Linked DNA regions of Mus musculus: region 1 is linked to region 2. A link is a contact called in public Hi-C data. All regions are on one chromosome and are shown on one strand. Each heading gives the region's core, a stretch centred on a gene start, on an enhancer-like site or on the middle of the called end of the contact. The rest is flanking DNA. Distances are from core to core; before and after follow the strand shown.

Region 1 (4,633 bases), core at 431-2,930, 450 kb before region 2:
CATAGAACCTGCTCTGCTGTGGCCTAGACTCCCCTTGGAAAAGCAGACATCAAACAAGCAAACACTCTTGAGCTACAAACTGAGCTAAGAGAGATGCTAGTGAGGTGGACAATGCTTAGTGAGAGTAGCAATAAGGACCTAATGTAGGTTGAGGTGTGCAAGAGGCTTCTCTGAGAAACTGACACTTGGACCAAGCCTGAGGGTCAGTAGGACTTAGACTGAGGGAGGAGGGGGAGAGGTCTGAGGATGAGGAGCGGCAGCACTGCAGTCAAGGTCAGAGGAGGAGAACTCGTTGACAAGCCTGGGGTCATAAGCTGAGAAAGCTGTGACTTAAAAGGGGCAAGCAAGGGAGTCCTCAAGTCACAAGATTTCTCAAGCAGAGGGGACAGTCAGGGTTGGAGATAGGAGGGAGCTTATGGTAGGTCTTTATCAAGGTGGAGGAGGGCTCAGAGTGGAGGAGGCAAGATCAGTGGGAGGCTCACCACCATCCCAGGGAAAGTTGTGATGATCAGACAGGACACTGATTGTCTTGGAGGACTGAGTAGATAGGCAGGATATTGACTGGGAGCCCAGCAGCACAGTGAGTGACACAAGTAGAAAGACCCAGCACCCTTTTCCATAGCTCGGTGGTCTGGGCTCGTAGGGTTTCCAGCCTCAGCATGTGTGGCTTCCAGGTGGTTGCTCCAGCTCTCCCTGATGGGGAGGGGGGCCTGGTGAGATCACGGCCAGTTTAAAAGCAAGAACAGAACTGAGCACACCATTTCTAGACATGTCCTGTTGGCTGGACGGTCCTGTGGCCTCTCTCAGCTATAAGCTGTTTAGGAATTGTGTCTAACTGTCGTCAAGCTGAAGCTCTGTCACAGTGGAGGAGGGAGGCATGGCTGTTGGGGACAGATGGAAATTCTCACTCTCTGCTGTTGCCTCCTCACTGCCCCACCCTCAGTGACTCCCACATTCATCTTGTTCTGAACTCTGTGTGGCTTCTGTTCTCTAGGAGCCATTAGGAACTGTGCTGGCCACGGTGACGAATACTTGAGAGATACAGTTGAAAGGGAGGTACCGCTTGCTTGGGCTCATGGTTTCAGAACTCTCTGCTCATAGCTGGCTATATTTCTGGCAGTGAGGAGGCAGGTGGAAGGACATGGCAAAGCTAAGTTGCTCATCTCATCCTGGCTAGGAAGCAAAGGGAGGCAGAGGGGCCCCGGACATTGACGTATACTAGGTCTGTGCAACCCTTTACCAGACATACTCGATCTGGGTTCCTATCTTCCTCTCGGGAGCACCTCTTGTGTCCACAGTGAGCCACTTCCTATGGCCATGGAAAGTATTTTCTAAGAAGTTCATGTCCTGAAATCTCTGGAAGGAGCAGCATAGAAGGGCATTTGGAATTGGTGTGCCTACTCCATGAATTTCCTTTCCTGTACTGCCATAGGGCAGGTGTGAGCAGGGAAGCTGCTGTCTGCTCTTGGGAAAAGTTGGGAAGGAGGACAGACTCATAAACTGACTTCTTTCTGCTTTTCACTCTGACTCCTGGGTAACTGTTTTCTCAAAAGTTTGGCTTATTGCACAGCTTGGGAGAATCCCACTGAATCTTGGGAATGAGGTCACACTGCTGTACATCCACCCCCAACCTCTCTCGGGTCTGGCCCCTCTCTGTCGTGCTTATTGAGCAGAGTCCACTAGGTGGCAGTCCTGGGCCACTTGTTGGTGGGGACGATTGAAATGCTGCAAAAGACCCAGTGGGATGGAGAGCAAGGGTCCTCTTGCCCAAATGCCTTTTAGTGGGTCTGTAACTGCTGATTCTAGAGACACTGAACCTGGTTAGGAAGCCAGAGATGCCTTTTCTTCTGGCAGACTCTCCACCTCTCTCCTAGCCTTTGATTTTGCTAACTCTACTCTCCTGTTGTGGCTGCCCTAGGCTTGCTGCAGTTCAAGAGACCAAGTGGTGCCCCTGAGAATCAGAGAAGGAGATCTTCCAGCCCCTGTAATGCACTGGCTGGAGGATGGGCTCCCTCTTCTTGCTGTGGTTTGCTTCTTTCCGAGGATGTTGCTGGTGGCAGCTTGGCTTGAGTCCAGAGCAATAGAGGCACAGTTGGGCTTAGATGGGGGGGCAGGGTGAGAAATGCTGAGGTTTGAGGAGGGATGGTCTGGGTCATTCCCTTATCAACCATAGGTTACTGTTTTCTCAGGCTGTGTAGTCCAGGCTGCTCATAGCCTAATGCCTCAAATTAGGGTGGGATTAAGGGTGGCTCTGTGGACTTTGTCCTCAGACAGATGGTTAGGAGACAGAGGGTTCCTTGCACCATCTTCTCTAAGAGCTGGTGACATCCTTCAAGCGCCTTTTCTTGGCGTCTTTGCACAAAACAAGCAGATTCTGACTTTCTTGTAGGCGGATGGACTGCCAGTTTTGGCAGCAAGGGAGATTTTTTTTTCAAGGCCCGGAGAAGACATGGAGGGAACTCAGCTAACCTAGCGGTGACTTGAACTGTGGTGAATAGCCATTAGGTTAAAGGATCCTAATGCTGGCTCCCAGTACAGCCACTGCTGCTCATTTCTCTGAAGAAGCCAGGGTCTAGTGGCAAGAGTCCTATTCTTCTGTGTCCTTCTGGAGAGTCTCCAGGAGGATGACATGGCAAGATCATCTGTGACATTCCTATGAGCATGCTGTAGCTGGCCTGCATGCCTACCATAGCTCTGGCTTGCCCTGAATTGGTTGCTGCCAACTCCACAGCAGGGTGGGGTCTCATGTAAATATGGAAGGTCTCTGTAGGGATGTCTTTCTCAGAGAGCTGGTCCTAGCCATATTCTTCTCGGTTTCTTGGCAGCCACTCCAAGACACTGATCAGCTGCCCCCACCTGTTTTGGCCTTAATGCCTTTGTTGCTTCCTAGTAGTTGCTCAGAGCCTTCATGACTGTCCTTTAGGTAGTAGTGGGTGAAAAGAGAGCTCTGGGTTTTGTCCTCCTGTCTTGCAAGCTCTTGTACTACAGTGGTCTCAAGGGCACAGCATACATACATTCCCAGCTCACTGAAAGTTGGTGTTACTCACAAGGTGCTTGCCATAGTGACTGTCATTCCTCAGGGTTAGGGAGGAAGGACTCTGCTGCTTAGCCTTTATGGGGGAGAATACCGCCTTGAAAGTGGTGTGGCTATGTAAGTTCCAGGTGGAAGAGAAGCACATTCCTTTGTCCACAGCAGTGCTGATACCCCCAACGTTCTGTGTACAGTTTCTAGAATACAGGTAGAAAAAGGAAGGGACTTAATATGCATATCAGTCCATAAATCATCCTAGCAATTAGAGTTCTGGTTCGTTGTGTTACAGAGTCGCCAAAGAAGAAGTAGAACTCCCTCTCTAGGGGAAGATGCCTAAAGCTAGCCATGGTTCAGCTCTCAGGACTGTATACTTCTGTGCTTGCCTGGACACTCCCTCATGGCAAAGCTGTTGCTAAGGTGCTGAGACTTAGCAAACTGGGGAGAGAGGAGGTAAAGTTATCCAGGAACATTCTTCCTGATGTTTCCTTCCAAAGCAGACTGTTTAACTGCTCCACTGCAAAGTGAAAAGCATGTGTGCTACCTCTAATTGGTTTACAAAGAGATTGATTTCTGCCTGTGTGATGCTGCCAGGAGCCCCAGGGTCTTTCCTTAGGGATAATGTACCTCCAAATACATTCCATTTGTAGCCACTTTAGATATGGAACGAACCCCAGAGATGAAATGTTAGACACCTTCACCTGAGCCTCAGAGTAGTGCCCGTATTAAGAAGCTGGCCAGCAATAGAGGAGATGGCTACCATGAGAAAGCAAGGCCCCTGCCAGTCTACTTGGGTTTGGTGTTTTGCTCAGAAGAGGTTGCTAGCTATCATACTCAGAAATCCTGGAGAAGAAAGATTGTAAAGAGAATCTGAGAGACTTTCCTAATTATGTGCAGAAAATGTCCTAAAGAAAGGCCAGCTTTCCTGGCTCTGCCAAGCACTGTGAGAGGTATCAGCATAGGTAGTTCTGACCAGGAATGGGGAAGAGAGCAGCTTCCGGGGATGGAGGGTAGGGTTCTCCACAGCAGCTTCCCTGGCTGCAGGCAGCAGATCTGTGTCTCCAAGGGAAGGAGGTGACAGCCATAGAGCATCAGAGTGGTATTCATCTTGCCAGTCTCAAGAGGGAGGTGAAGATAACCTGTGTCTGCAGGCTCCTGAGTCCTGACTTGGTACCCTATCTGGAGGGTCAGTAACTTCTGACACTGCAGTGCACAACTGGTATCTGGAAGTATCTTTCCCTTGCTCCTGAAACCCTGTGGGTGTGCACTCCCCAGGGATTCTGCAGGGTGTCTGCATTTGAGTCATTGTAGCTCCGTTTTTGGCAGCTTGATTATTTAGGCTTGACAGGTAGGCACAACTGTCTCATTAGATGCAGATATATTCGTGTGGTTTGAAAAAAATGGAACATTCCATTAATCTATATAAAAAAAAAACACCAGTAGCCCCCTTTGTTTTTAAACTCAGTATATCAAAATCTGTTGTCATTATATTTAGGAAATGGGAATGAAGTCATCACTGGTGACTTCTTTTCATCAACACCTAGGTGTTTGTGGTTGTGTTATACATCTGTGGGTGTGTACCCCCAGGCCTAGGTCCTGGGCTTT
Region 2 (5,053 bases), core at 613-3,112:
TATTCCCTCAAACTGAGCCAAGATAGCCCCTTCCTTAAGTAGCTTCTTGTCAGGCATTTGATCTCAGCAACAAGAAACAAGTGACTAACATGGACAGAGTGCTGTATGTATGGGAAATCAAAATACAGCAGAGACTTCAGAGCACACACATGTTGAGCAGGCTTCTACAGCTACAGGAAATTAGCAGGCAGGAGGAAACCAAACCTACTGTCTTCCATAACTTCAGGAGGACAGCTTTTCTAAACACATTTTGCTTTTGCATTGCTAATTTATGAAATTTTACAAAAAGAATTTTGTACAACCAAAGCCCAAGAGGAGGATTTATTTAAAAGGATAGTTAACTACACACACACACACACATACAAAGATTCATGATAAAAACTCTTCTTGGACATTTTTCTTAGAAACAAATACAAACTTCATAAATACAAAATCCAATTTATAATTCACCTTTAGGAGTACTGAAGACAGGAACTATTTTAACTTGATCAGAGACATCCATGAGAAAACTGACAGGAAATTCCCATTAATGATAATTAAAAAAAAAAAAAGAAGAAGAAGACATTTAAAATATTCTCACTGAGGCCAAAAGGCTATTATTACCAAACTATTCCACACTTAGCCTTCTGTTGAGACAGGTCTCATCATGTAACTCTGCAGACCAGGTTGGCATAGAATTAACAAAGATCCACCTGCCTCTGCCTCACAAGTGCTGGGATTAAAGGTGTGCGCCACTATCGCCCAGCCTCTTACTCGGTGTTTTAAATGTGGCTCACTCTCTTTGTTTCCTTTCATAAACCCCCGTGCCTTTTGTTCAATTTGTCCAATTTTCTTTGACTTACTCATTTTCAATCTAGTCTGAACTTCTAGTGCCTTTCAACTCACTTGGGGATCCTGGGCTGGTGGGACAGTGCTTCCGGTAAAAACGTTCTGCCAAGCCTACAGGCCTGGGTTCAAGGCTCGGGTCTGCACAGGGTAAAAATTAAGAGCTGTCTCTGCAAGTTGTCCTCTGACCTCCATAGACAGACTGTGCCACATACATGCCCACACAGATACACACAATAAGATATCATAGTAAAAACAACAACAACAACTAGTACTACTACTACTACTACTACTACTACTACTACTACTACTACTATTCAGCAACAGCTACTGCTGCCTCCAAACTATAAGGGTCCACATCAGGATATCCTGCTTCAGAGAACTTCATACATACATACACTCATCCTCCCCAGCTCTAGGCACGGCTGGGTCGGCTTCTGGGGCCGTTTGCTTCCTTCCTGGCTCCCCTCTGTGATAGTCGGGGCTATCAGATGTTCAGTCCCATCCGTTGTTGGTTCAAATCTGTAATCTTGCATCCCAATTCCACCTGAGCTCTGTAACTTGCTCTTTCTATACACAAATACACGATTTCAGGGGTACAGCATCACTCCATTTCCCTGAGGGTATAAGATTCCTGGGAAAGCCTTATGCTGCAAGTTCAAGCCAGTCACCATTGCAGCATGGATGGGGAGGGGGCTCATGAGGCTCCACCCCCAGCTAAGTTGCTGGTGGTGAATGATGGTTGCTAGGGAGGAAGAGTCATTTTTCTGCAGTATTAGTTATCCATACTCTAGTGGATGATCCCAGAGTCATGCATTTGAGGCTGTATGACAGATTTTTAAAAAAATAGAATAGAGTCATTTTTCTGCAGTATTAGTTATCCATACTCTAGTGGATGATCCCAGAGTCATGCATTTGAGGCTGTATGACAGATTTTTAAAAAAATAGAATAGAGAGAGGAAGTGGGAAGGGGAAGTGTTAAGGGGCCACTGGACCATAAAAATATTTTTTTTCAAATAATAAACCCAGGAGGGACAAATAGTCTAATGGTTAGTGTTAACTGTCAATGTCACCAAATCTAAAGCCATCTGGGGACCTAGGATGCATTCGTGCTTCTGATTTGGGGTGTGTCAAGACCAGCTGTAAGTGCTGGGTACCTGGTTTCCTGGCTGGGATGAACTGGAACCTAAACTATGAGAAAGAATAAACCTTTTCAACTGTAAGCTTTCCTCCTCCTCAGGGGAAACAAACATAGCCAGGGAGGGCCAGCACCAAGGGATACCAGTCACCAAGGGATGTAGGCTAAGAACATGGGGGCCCTGAATGACATGAAGCACGGGACTATGTTGGCCACAGGGATGAAGGTAACATAGGGGTAGGTAGCCATGGCAGCCCAGTACCCATAAACTATAGGTGGCCACTGGGCCATCCCTGCTGGCACAGGGACTACTGGAGTCAAGGTGGGATACAGGTTCATGGCAGCCCCTGTTTCTTCACTGTGGCTGAAGTATGTCTGTAGAACCAGTTCCTCAGAGGGTTCCTGCCACTCCTGGAAGGCTGCCTGTGAGTGGCTGCCTGTCTCTGCCCACTGCCTCTGCCTCTGCCTCTGCCTCCACCTCCGTCTCTGCCTTCCAGGGTAAGCTCTTTGTTCTTCATCGTTTCCTCTACCAGCATGACGTCCTGCAGCTCCGGCTGGCTCTGTGGGCTCTGTGGGCTCAGACCTCTGCGAACGTACATAAGCAATGGGTCTGGCAGGCTGGCCTGACTCTTTAGGCTCGTCTACTTCCACTGGGTCTTGTTGTTCCACACAGGGATCACCTTGCTCTCCAGGTCGCTCATCTGAGTCTGGAGAGAAACAGACAGTGAGAACAGGTCTTGCTCAGCTTCTCCAGACAACCCATGGCTGGGGCGTTATAGCCCCATTTTACTGGTAGATAAACTGAGTCTGAGTCTGAAACTCAATAGGGAGACTGAGTTTGATATGGTGTGTCTTCCCTATGTGCATCAGAAGGAGGAGTCCACATGCACACACACAAAAACACATACGCTTACATGAAGGGGCTGTCACTCAGTGGGAGTGGCAGATCAGCGGCAGCATGGAAATGCCTCTCTAAATTTGAAGGCTCAAGATTACGTCATGCCTGTTTGTAGAGAGAATCTCTTATACTGAATGGAAGCATCACCTGTCATTAAAAGTGCTATTGGCCTATTATCCTATGCAGAGAAAAGGAAAGTGGAAGTTCCAGTACAGAGAGAGAAGTCTAGGGAAATACTCAGGCATGAGAAGATCCACCCCAGACATAGAAGATGGTGGTTCTATGAAATGGAGGACCAGGTAACCAGCCACGTGGCAGAACATAGAGTAAATGGGTTATTCAGATACGAGCTAGTCAGGAACAGAGCCAATGCCATTGCCTCAGCATTTATTCATATATACTAAGTGTCAGAGTTATTATTTGGGGGAACTTATGTGCAAGTGGGAAAGCTTGCAGCTGCACCTCTACGCATGTTTCCTTTTTCTAGAAACTTCTGGTTGTTACAAGGACTGTGTCACTATAGGTGTTCAGACTGATGCCAGGCCAGGAAAGTCTTCTCATCCACACACTGGGATGGTTGGACAGAGGAAACATGGCCCATACTCCATGGTGAGAGGCCGTGAACAGGCACAGGCCTAGCAGTTAGAAGACAGCTGGGTGCATGCAAAAAAGCTCCCAGGAGAGGCTGAAAAAGCTCCTGGAGAAAGCTGAGAGCAACCAGGATGCAAAGCGCTAGGAATGGTAGTTTGGATGAAAATGGCCCTCATGCCTCATAGGCATTATTTGGAAGGATTAGGACACATGGCCTTGTTGACACTGGGGATGGGCCTTGAGGTTTCAAAAGCTCAAGCCAGGCCCAGTGGCTCACTCTCTCTTCCTGCAGAACTCTCAGCTCCTTCTCTAGCACCATGTCTGCCTGCACTGTTTCCATACTTCCCTGCCTTGTTGATAATAGATAATAACATCTTAACCTGTAAGCCAACGCCAATGAAATGATCTCTTTTGTAAGTGTTGCTGTGGTCATGGTGTCTCTTCACAGCAATTCAAACAGTCGCTCATCAGGAAAGGGGCAGTTCTTAAAGCAGCAGCCCTAAGCTAAGCCAGTTATGCTATCCTGAGGTCGGCCAGAAGGGGCGGGGGCCAGTGAAGATGCTGAGGGAGGAGCAACATCCTCAGGTGGTGGGCTTCAAAAAGGAGGCCAGAGGGAAGTACGCATACAGGAGGCAGGGCAGTGCCACCAGACAGCAAATTCAAGAAAGGCACTGGGAACAGAGACAGCAGAGACACCCCTATCACCACCACAGGCTGTCCCAAGTAACCTGCTGGCACTCTGGAAGAGGGATGACTGGGGATCCCTGTCCCTAAGGTAGAGCTAAGGTGAGAACATCCACTCAATATCAGGTTTGTAACTGAGGTACAGGGACATCCAATAGTTCTGCAGCCTGGAGCTCAATGAGGTCTGTTTCCTGGGCAGTAAGTGAAGGGAGGAGTGGTCCACCCTGCTGTGATCCATCATCCCCATGGCTGGCAGGGAGAATGGAGATACTGGGGTAGCCTCTTAGAGGAGCCAAAAGTCTGTGTTGCCAGCCTCTAGGGAAGCCAGAGCAAAGGCCCTTTCCAAACCAAGAAGGGAGGGAATGCTTGGGTGGGCATGAAGAGGGTCCAGCCTGAGAGCAGTGCCCTCCTAGTGGAAAGTGCTGTGGAGTCCTGAGCAGCAACGCTGGCTGAACAGATAGAGCCACTGGGGCCAGCTGTGGAAAGGCTACCACTGAGAAACTTGGGGGGGGGGGGTGGTGCAGGGTCCGGGAGGGATGTGGGAGAAGAGCACACAGTGAGAGCAGCTGGAGTAGGGCTGGGCTACTAGGCTAGCCCAGCTACAATGGAGGCAGCAGGATATGCCCAGAAGCAGCTGACCATCACCACAGAGCTCATATACAGGCATTTCTGTGAACATTCCACAATCATTAAAAACAACTAAAGAACAGGCCCCTCAGGAGTGAAGTGTTCCCTACTTTGTGGTTAAAAAAAAAAGGAAGGGTCAGGCTGGAGAGGTGGCTCAGTGGTTAAGCACCGACTGTTCCTTCCAGAGGTCCTGAGTTCAACTCCCAGCAACCACATGGTGGCTCACAACCATCTGTAATGGGATCTGATGCCCTCTTCTGGTGTGTCTAAAGAGAGTGACAATGTACCCA

Evidence for each region. Hi-C and Micro-C count contacts between places; a contact is called where the count stands out from the background.
Region 1: a contact with region 2 is called in a Hi-C map of bone marrow-derived macrophages, with 25 read pairs. The contact joins two enhancer-like sites. A contact is called at or near these places in 8 of 39 promoter capture datasets (the 3T3-L1 cell line, the C10 cell line, HPC-7-derived erythroid cells and 5 more), 1 of 15 datasets of contacts at CTCF or cohesin (pro-B cells), 2 of 484 Hi-C or Micro-C datasets (bone marrow-derived macrophages and large pre-B cells), 2 of 115 datasets of contacts at active chromatin or transcription factors (the 230-238 cell line and large pre-B cells) and 1 of 9 other capture datasets (embryonic stem cells).

Annotation. Positions count from the first base shown.
Region 1 is chr6:89,550,543-89,555,175 of GRCm38.p6, reverse strand. All of the region lies in intron 4 of Chchd6 (coiled-coil-helix-coiled-coil-helix domain containing 6), which reads left to right. Among named protein-coding and RNA genes, the nearest start is that of Chchd6, 43 kb to the left of the region's middle. Within about 2 kb of position 1,680, at least 38 of the 459 cell types and tissues checked have an H3K27ac peak or open chromatin away from gene starts, as enhancers often do. A contact at or near this core is called in bone marrow-derived macrophages and pro-B cells, where this site is marked.
Region 2 is chr6:89,105,285-89,110,337 of GRCm38.p6, reverse strand. It overlaps 4933427D06Rik (RIKEN cDNA 4933427D06 gene), which reads right to left. Exons shown (of 4, transcript NR_134978.1): 4 at 299-2,670. Among named protein-coding and RNA genes, the nearest start is that of 4933427D06Rik, 12 kb to the right of the region's middle. Within about 2 kb of position 1,862, at least 6 of the 459 cell types and tissues checked have an H3K27ac peak or open chromatin away from gene starts, as enhancers often do. A contact at or near this core is called in bone marrow-derived macrophages and pro-B cells, where this site is marked.